2 separate regions of the Hordeum vulgare genome follow, and region 2 is linked to region 1. Evidence: chromatin contacts called from public Hi-C data. All regions are on one chromosome and are shown on one strand. The core of a region is the stretch at or near the end of the contact, and the rest is flanking DNA. Distances in the headings are between cores, read along the strand shown. Region 1 holds the start of LOC123403078 (glycine-rich RNA-binding protein-like). Region 2 holds the start of LOC123401161.

Region 1 (3,375 bases), core at 471-2,970:
CAAAAAATCAACGTGTCTTCTTTGCGTTTTATATTTCTATCTCTACCTCACTTTACTTTCTTGCACTTGCACGATATTCACTTACCGCTCCTCATTCTCTAGATGTGCTTGTGCAGGAAATATTAGATGTGACTTAACTTGTGCAATCTACCTAAGATTCAAGAGGATCTAAAATTACACCTTTGCCATGTTAAGTGTCTATTTAGCCCCCCTCCCTCTCGACCACTCTTCTCGATCCCACACCCACCGCCAAGCCATGATGCTCCAAGCAAGCTCATGCCCACGATAGGCTCTCCCACAACGAAGGGCAGAGCCCCACAGCAGGCTTCAACGAGCTCCACATCGCCGTTTTCCCGCACATCCGGAGGTGACGTGAGGTAGATGTGGAGCTCCTTGCCGTTGAGCACGTGGTGGCGGCCAGAGATGAAGGTGTTGCCGACCGTCTCTCCGCCACAAAGGACGAGCATGCCCTTGCCGACACGCGCTGCAAGTCTGTGGAGAAGTTCTACCTCGGTGTCGATGAGTGAGTCTTTCGATCTAGGTTTAATTGTATGAACTTTGTATTTCCTACGTACGAAGTATGATTGTGTGATGAACTATTTGTAGCGCAAACATGTTTTTAATTTTACGGTACAAACTTTACCGGATCTTTTCTATCGGAACCTTCACGCTCATGTAAAATCGTTTTAGATGGATGCCCAAAATGATTTTGCATTACCGGATCTGTTAGAGATGCTCTGAAATTTCAACACATAGTTAAAATTTGGAAAAGCCGAGATGGAAAAAAGATTGGTATAACATCCCTACAATGGGATTGCGTCAATAACAAGATAACACGATAGTTCATCGCAAAAAAAAAAAAAATACAAACAAGATAGCACGATAGTGACTCCACTGCTTGATCGATTTTCTTCACCGGGACAGCTAACTAATTTTACCATAATACTAGCTAACTACCGACGAGCTTGCGATCAAAAACACAAACGAGAAACCACAGAACACAAGAGACAAGATAACTCGGGATCACGACGACGAACTCGCAAGATGACTAGCCGTGTGGGGCCGTTCCCTCAGTTCCTTCAGTATCCGTCGGAGTTGCCTCCGCGGCCGTAGCCGCCGTCACGCCGCCCACCGTACCCCCTGCCACCGCCATAGCGACCGCCTCCGTAACCCCGGCCACCGCCGTAGCCGTCATCCCCATAGCCATCGTCGCGGCGCTGGCCATACGCACCACCACCTCCGTACCTGCCACCACCTCCGCCGCCGCCGCCGCCGTACCTGCCGCCACCCCCGCCGCCGTACCCGCGAGACTGGGCCTCGTTGACGACGATGCTGCGGCCGTCGAGCTCCTTACCGTTCATCCCCTCGATGGCGTCCTGCATCGCCTGCTCGTTGGAGAAGCTGACGAAGCCGAAGCCGCGGGACCTCCCAGTCTCGCGATCGTTGATGATCTGCACGCGCCATGCATGGTCGAGTCAGAAAACTGAAAGCAGCAAACAATATCGAGAAGAGTGAGAAGGATGGGTGTGCGGCGGACCTTGGCGTCGAGGATCTCTCCGAAGGAGCTAAAAGCAGCCTCGAGGCCGCGGTCGTCGGTGTTCCAGGACAGGCTGCCGACGAAGCAGCGGTACTCGGCGCCGTCCGACTCTGCCATTCCCACGGGAACCTCACACGAACCAAGCGCGCGCGTACCGGAGGGAGAGAAGAAGACAACCCACCACACTCTGCGAGAGCAATGAGAGGAGGGCGCCGCGGCCGAGCTTTATAGCGACGTTGACGCGCCGTCCGGATCGCGTCCAACTCACACCGAGCATGGCAGTATACCAACATAGTGACGACATGCGTATAGCAAACTGAACCATGGTGTCGACACTGCAATGATCTGATCGATCGAAACCGAGACATATCCACCTCGGATACAGAGTGAAGAATATAGTCTACGTAGAATGGGCAGGATTTTTAAACGGATAAACGGTGTCACAAATTTACAAACATACAGTAAAATTGGAGTTCCGCTCTTTTCCTTACAGTAATGTCATTCAGAGAACGTTCCCTGGGGGACCAGGGCAAACGAACATTTTTCGCGGCAATTTATGTTCGGGTAACAATCCTTTCAAGCGAACATTGCAATTTTTACGGTAAATCCCTTGTCTGCCGGAAGTAATTGGCACCCGTCTTCGAAAAAATCGTCATATGTTTTCGATGAATTTGCCATAAAAACATTCACAAATACCAAGTCATCCAGGGAAAGTTCGCTGGCTATTGTGCTGCTATTTTTAAATCAATGCTAAGAACCATCTGGTGCAAGCATGCCATGGGGATGCATAGACCTTCACTGCATGACTATGAGTGTAGATTGAGAAATAACGCCCTCTGAAAGCAGATAATATTGTGAAGCCACATTCAAACTACCCATGAAACCCATGGAAAGCTCAAGGAGGGTTCGCTATCACGGAAAGCAAAATGTCAATGGGCTCAAAGAGTTTCTCATGTCTGTTGTTCCCAAGTTGATGCATGTAAATTGACACAAAAAGTTGTAATGTAGTTGATGATATTGCCTTCAGCGACACCGAGATAATAATCGCCATGGAAGATAGCATGAATTTTGATGTGCTCGATATTCTGAAGAGCCAACTTGGGGATTGGAGAGAAGGGAAACATGGAGCCTCTTAAATACATAAAGGGATGTAAAGACATTTTTTACTTTACTAATTCCTAGAAGGAAGCAAGATTGATATGTTGGAGGGGACTTCACTTTGATGTTGAAGGTAGAGTAGTGGGGGAGGGTACCATCATAGTTGATGATAGCTAGAAATAGTGTCATGGAGAGCGACAACAGGATCACATTGAACACGCCAACTTCTATCACACACCACCACCACCCCGTCCATATTTGTGCTCCCTTCTCCATCCAACCATAAGCTATGGCCAAGATGATGACTAAAGTTGAGCCAACTCACACCAAGAATCTCGTAGACAGTTGCCCGTCCGCTAGGAAGGTGATCGACCAAAATCATCGTCACCTGTCTAATCTTAACCCAACCTAGTTGTAATAGCAAGTAAGTCCCGACCTAAAATAATGTTTGTCATTTTATTTGGCATCATCAATATACCATGTCATCATTCCACTGCATTAAGCTCATTCCAATACATTAATCTGAGTTACACAACAAAAACATTAAACACCCAAAACCCTAAATTATTTTGTCATTTCATTATTAGGGCTTTACTAACACCATGTTCCTTTTTTATATTGTACATTTTGATAGAGGCCCAAACTTTGAACATGATCTTTCACAATATTTGGAGCCCCACAAATTATTGCACTACTTTAGACAAGCCTAACACCTAGCCCTACTTCAAATCAGCATTGTG
Region 2 (3,375 bases), core at 606-3,105, 130 kb before region 1:
TCCCGCCTCCCTTTCTTCCTCGCAGCACCCTTATCTCTTCTCCGGCTCAAGCCTAGCAAAGCGCTCTCCGGCCAGCGAGAAAGCAAGAAAAGCAGAGGCATGAAGATCCAGTGCGACTCGTGCGGGGTCGCGGCGGCCACGGTGGTGTGCTGCGCGGACGAGGCGGCGCTGTGCGCGCGCTGCGACGTGGAGATCCACGCCGCCAACAAGCTCGCCAGCAAGCACCAGAGGCTCCCGCTCGACGCGCTCGGCGCCAAGCTCCCGCGCTGCGACATCTGCCAGGAGAAGGCCGCCTTCATCTTCTGCGTCGAGGACAGGGCGCTCTTCTGCCGCGACTGCGACGAGCCCATCCACGTCCCAGGCACGCTCTCCGGGAACCACCAGCGCTACCTCGCCACCGGCATCCGCGTCGGCCTCGGCCCCGTCTCCACCTGCGCCGCCGGGGACCACGGCGCAAGCCACGACGCCGACCACCACGCCCCGCCAAAGGTCGCCTGCGACCACCAGCCGCCGGCCCAGCCCGCCGCCAGCGCTCAGCAGGTTCCCTCGCCGCCGCAGTTCCTGCCGCAGGACTGGGCCGTGGACGAGCTCCTGCAGTTCTCGGACTACGAGTCCAGCGACAAGGTAACAATCCAACCCCACCGCCGATACGATGATCTCGGTGCTCCTGTCTGTGCTTGCCTTGTTTAGGGCTCCGTCTCGACCTTGTTCTCATGTTATACTCGTGTTAATTTGCAGCTGCACAAGGACTCGACTCTCGGCTTCAAGGAGCTGGAGTGGTTCACCGCCGACATGGAGCTCTTCCACGACCACGCGCCCAAGGGCGGCAGGGCGGCCATGGAGGTACCCGAGTTCTTTGCCTCGCAGGCGGCAGACGACGCGGCCTACTACAGGCAGAGCAGAGTCGCCGCCACCGCCGGCGTGCGCCAGAGCAAGAAGGCCCGCGTCGAGATCGCCGATGACGAGGACTTCTTTATCGTACCTGATCTTGGCTAAGCGATACTCCTAGGTTTAGGTTCTGGTACTTCCTCGTGTGATTTTGCAGTGTTGTTGTATACAGAGAGGAGCTGTGTACAAAAGCTAGTGTTCTGTCGAACTGTGCCCTGTGCATCTTAACGTAGCATCGCTGAACTCAACTGTGACATATAATAATCATCCGAAGATCTGAGCTTTGTGAAATACTACACGCTTGTGATGCTCCACTCAACTTTTTGACCACTCCCTCCGTTCCGTCTTTTTTAAGAAAGACTGATGAATATATATAAAAATATTTTAAAAAATATAAATTCCCTTGTTAACGAAATTTTTATAAAAATTTATCTGTACTATTAAAAGCACGAGATTAAAAGCACGAGAGGGCAGATCCAGGACCGTCGGATATATTATCAAGGGTTAAAAACGTCATTAACGAAACTAATCTTTCGTTAACGAAACCGATCACTCTAATTCGATCGCTCACGAAACCCACCCCCACGTCCATGTTCTGGAACCGCCCGCTCTGCCCCGCCCCCGCTCGCCTCGCGCACCCGGCGCTGCCGCCCGCTCTGCCCCGCCCCCGCTCGCCTCGCGCACCCGGCGCCGCCGCCCGCTCGGCCCCGCCCCCGCCCGCCTCGCGCACACGGCGCCGCCGCCCGTTCGGCCCCGCTCGCCTCGCGCACCCCGTGCCGCCGCCCGCTCGGCCCCGCCCTCGCTCGCCTCGCGCACACGGCGCCGCCGCCCGTTCGGCCCCGCTCGCCTCGCGCACCCCGTGCCGCCGCCCGCTCGGCCCCGCCCTCGCTCGCCTCGCGCACACGGCGCCGCCGCCCGTTCGGCCCCGCCCCCGCTCGCCTCGCGCACCCGCGGGCGCCGGCCGGGGACGAGGGCCTCCTCGTGTAGGCCGCCTACGGGGTCAAGCTCGTCGCCGACGCCCGCGTCGCCGACCTCGAAGGCGAGGCCTTCGACCTCATCGCACTGCCGGGGCGTCCACCACTCCCCTCTCCGACCACAATCAAGGCTTCGACCAAATCAGCCTTTTTCTTTTCCCTGAATCAATCAACAACCGCCTACTATGCCTGCCTAACTGTTCCATTGGCGTTCGCGCTCGCTGCAACCTCAAAGATGTTGACACACATGGCCTGATCATTTGGTATTGCTGCTTAATTCGGTGTAGGGCGGGATGCCGGGATCAACTAATCTCAGAGACTGTAAAGTGCTCGAGAAGATGGTCAAGATGTATGCAGAGAAGGGGGAACTCTATGGCGCCATTTGCGCTGTGCCCGCGGTGACGTTGGCCCATTGGGGCATGCTCAAAGGTTTAAAGGTGAATAATTCGTGAGCGTTTTATGATCAATTGACTGTCGTAGGGTGGTCTTGGTGGAAAGATGAATTGTATTCACAAATTGCTGTCGTGCTTTGTTACCTCAGGCGACTTGCTACCCGTCATTCATGGAGAAGTTCACTTCTGAAGTGATCCTTGTGAACTCCAGGGTGGTGGTGGATAGAAATGTGGTGACCAGCCAGGGTCCAGGAACAGCAATCGAGTTTGCTCTTGCTTTGGTGGAGCAGCTATATGACAAAGAGAAGATGGAGGAGGTTGCTGGACCTTTGGTGAGCTATAAACTGCAGCACCCTATATCTGCTTCTTTTTGCTGTGTTACTGATTTTTTGTTATTAATAACATGGCAATTCCTATATATGATTCTGTGCCATAAATGATATTTGTTCACATTAGTAATACCTGCAAATTGTTAATTTATACCTATGGTGATTTCACGTGAACCAGTTATCTGAATGGGTTATTGCCTCACCTTACAACTTACAAATAGTGCACACTGGAATTATGTTTAGGTCTACAGGGCTGGTAGTATGATCTAATGTGTTAACAGAGGCACCCTTTTCATCTACTATCCTTAAAAGACAAACCATCTATTGACCTCTGTTAATAAGATCCTACAATTTATTTGTATTCTGGAATTGAATTTATTGGGTTCAAATTTCATCAATCTCAGTGACTCAAACTTGCATTATCTGGTGTTTTGTTTTCATTTAGTATCATTCCCTATGTCTATCTTGAATTCTTTGCTTAAGAGAAGTTGGTAGCTTATAAACTTGTAATCCAACTTACTAAGGAATCGTATCTGTTTGATCAAAACCCATGTAGGGAACTCCGTGCCCTTTATACTTTGAATTCTGCGGAGATGGTTCTCATTTGACCCCAAAAAGAGAATGGAGTGATGTAAGAGTTGTGAGAAAATTGCGAGGGTTGCGTCAGCAAGAGAAGTTTGCCGCACGTAATCATTTCAGAGGGCTGCGTGATAGTCAGCAAGCGGGCGGGCGCAGGCCTACTCCCCTATTCATGCTTGCAATGGATAACCTGAGGGATAGGAAGCTTGCAGA

The links. A called contact is a pair of places that touch in the nucleus more often than the background predicts.
Region 2: a Hi-C map of leaf shows a contact between it and region 1, with 4 times the contacts expected there. The contact joins the promoter of LOC123401161 here to the promoter of LOC123403078 in region 1. A contact is called at or near these places in 2 of 6 Hi-C or Micro-C datasets (leaf and seedling).

The regions. Positions count from the first base shown.
Region 1 is chr6H:345,748,467-345,751,841 of MorexV3_pseudomolecules_assembly, reverse strand. It overlaps LOC123403078 (glycine-rich RNA-binding protein-like), which reads right to left and starts at 1,720. Exons shown (of 2, transcript XM_045097051.1): 1 at 1,538-1,720; 2 at 777-1,451. The coding sequence starts at 1,654. The coding sequence ends at 1,080.
Region 2 is chr6H:345,877,209-345,880,583 of MorexV3_pseudomolecules_assembly, reverse strand. LOC123401161 reads left to right here and starts at 1,855. Exons shown (of 4, transcript XM_045094891.1): 1 at 1,855-2,299; 2 at 2,404-2,586; 3 at 3,140-3,375. The coding sequence starts at 2,156. It overlaps LOC123403653 (B-box zinc finger protein 25-like), which reads left to right. Exons shown (of 2, transcript XM_045097569.1): 1 at 1-624; 2 at 739-1,179. The coding sequence starts at 100. The coding sequence ends at 996.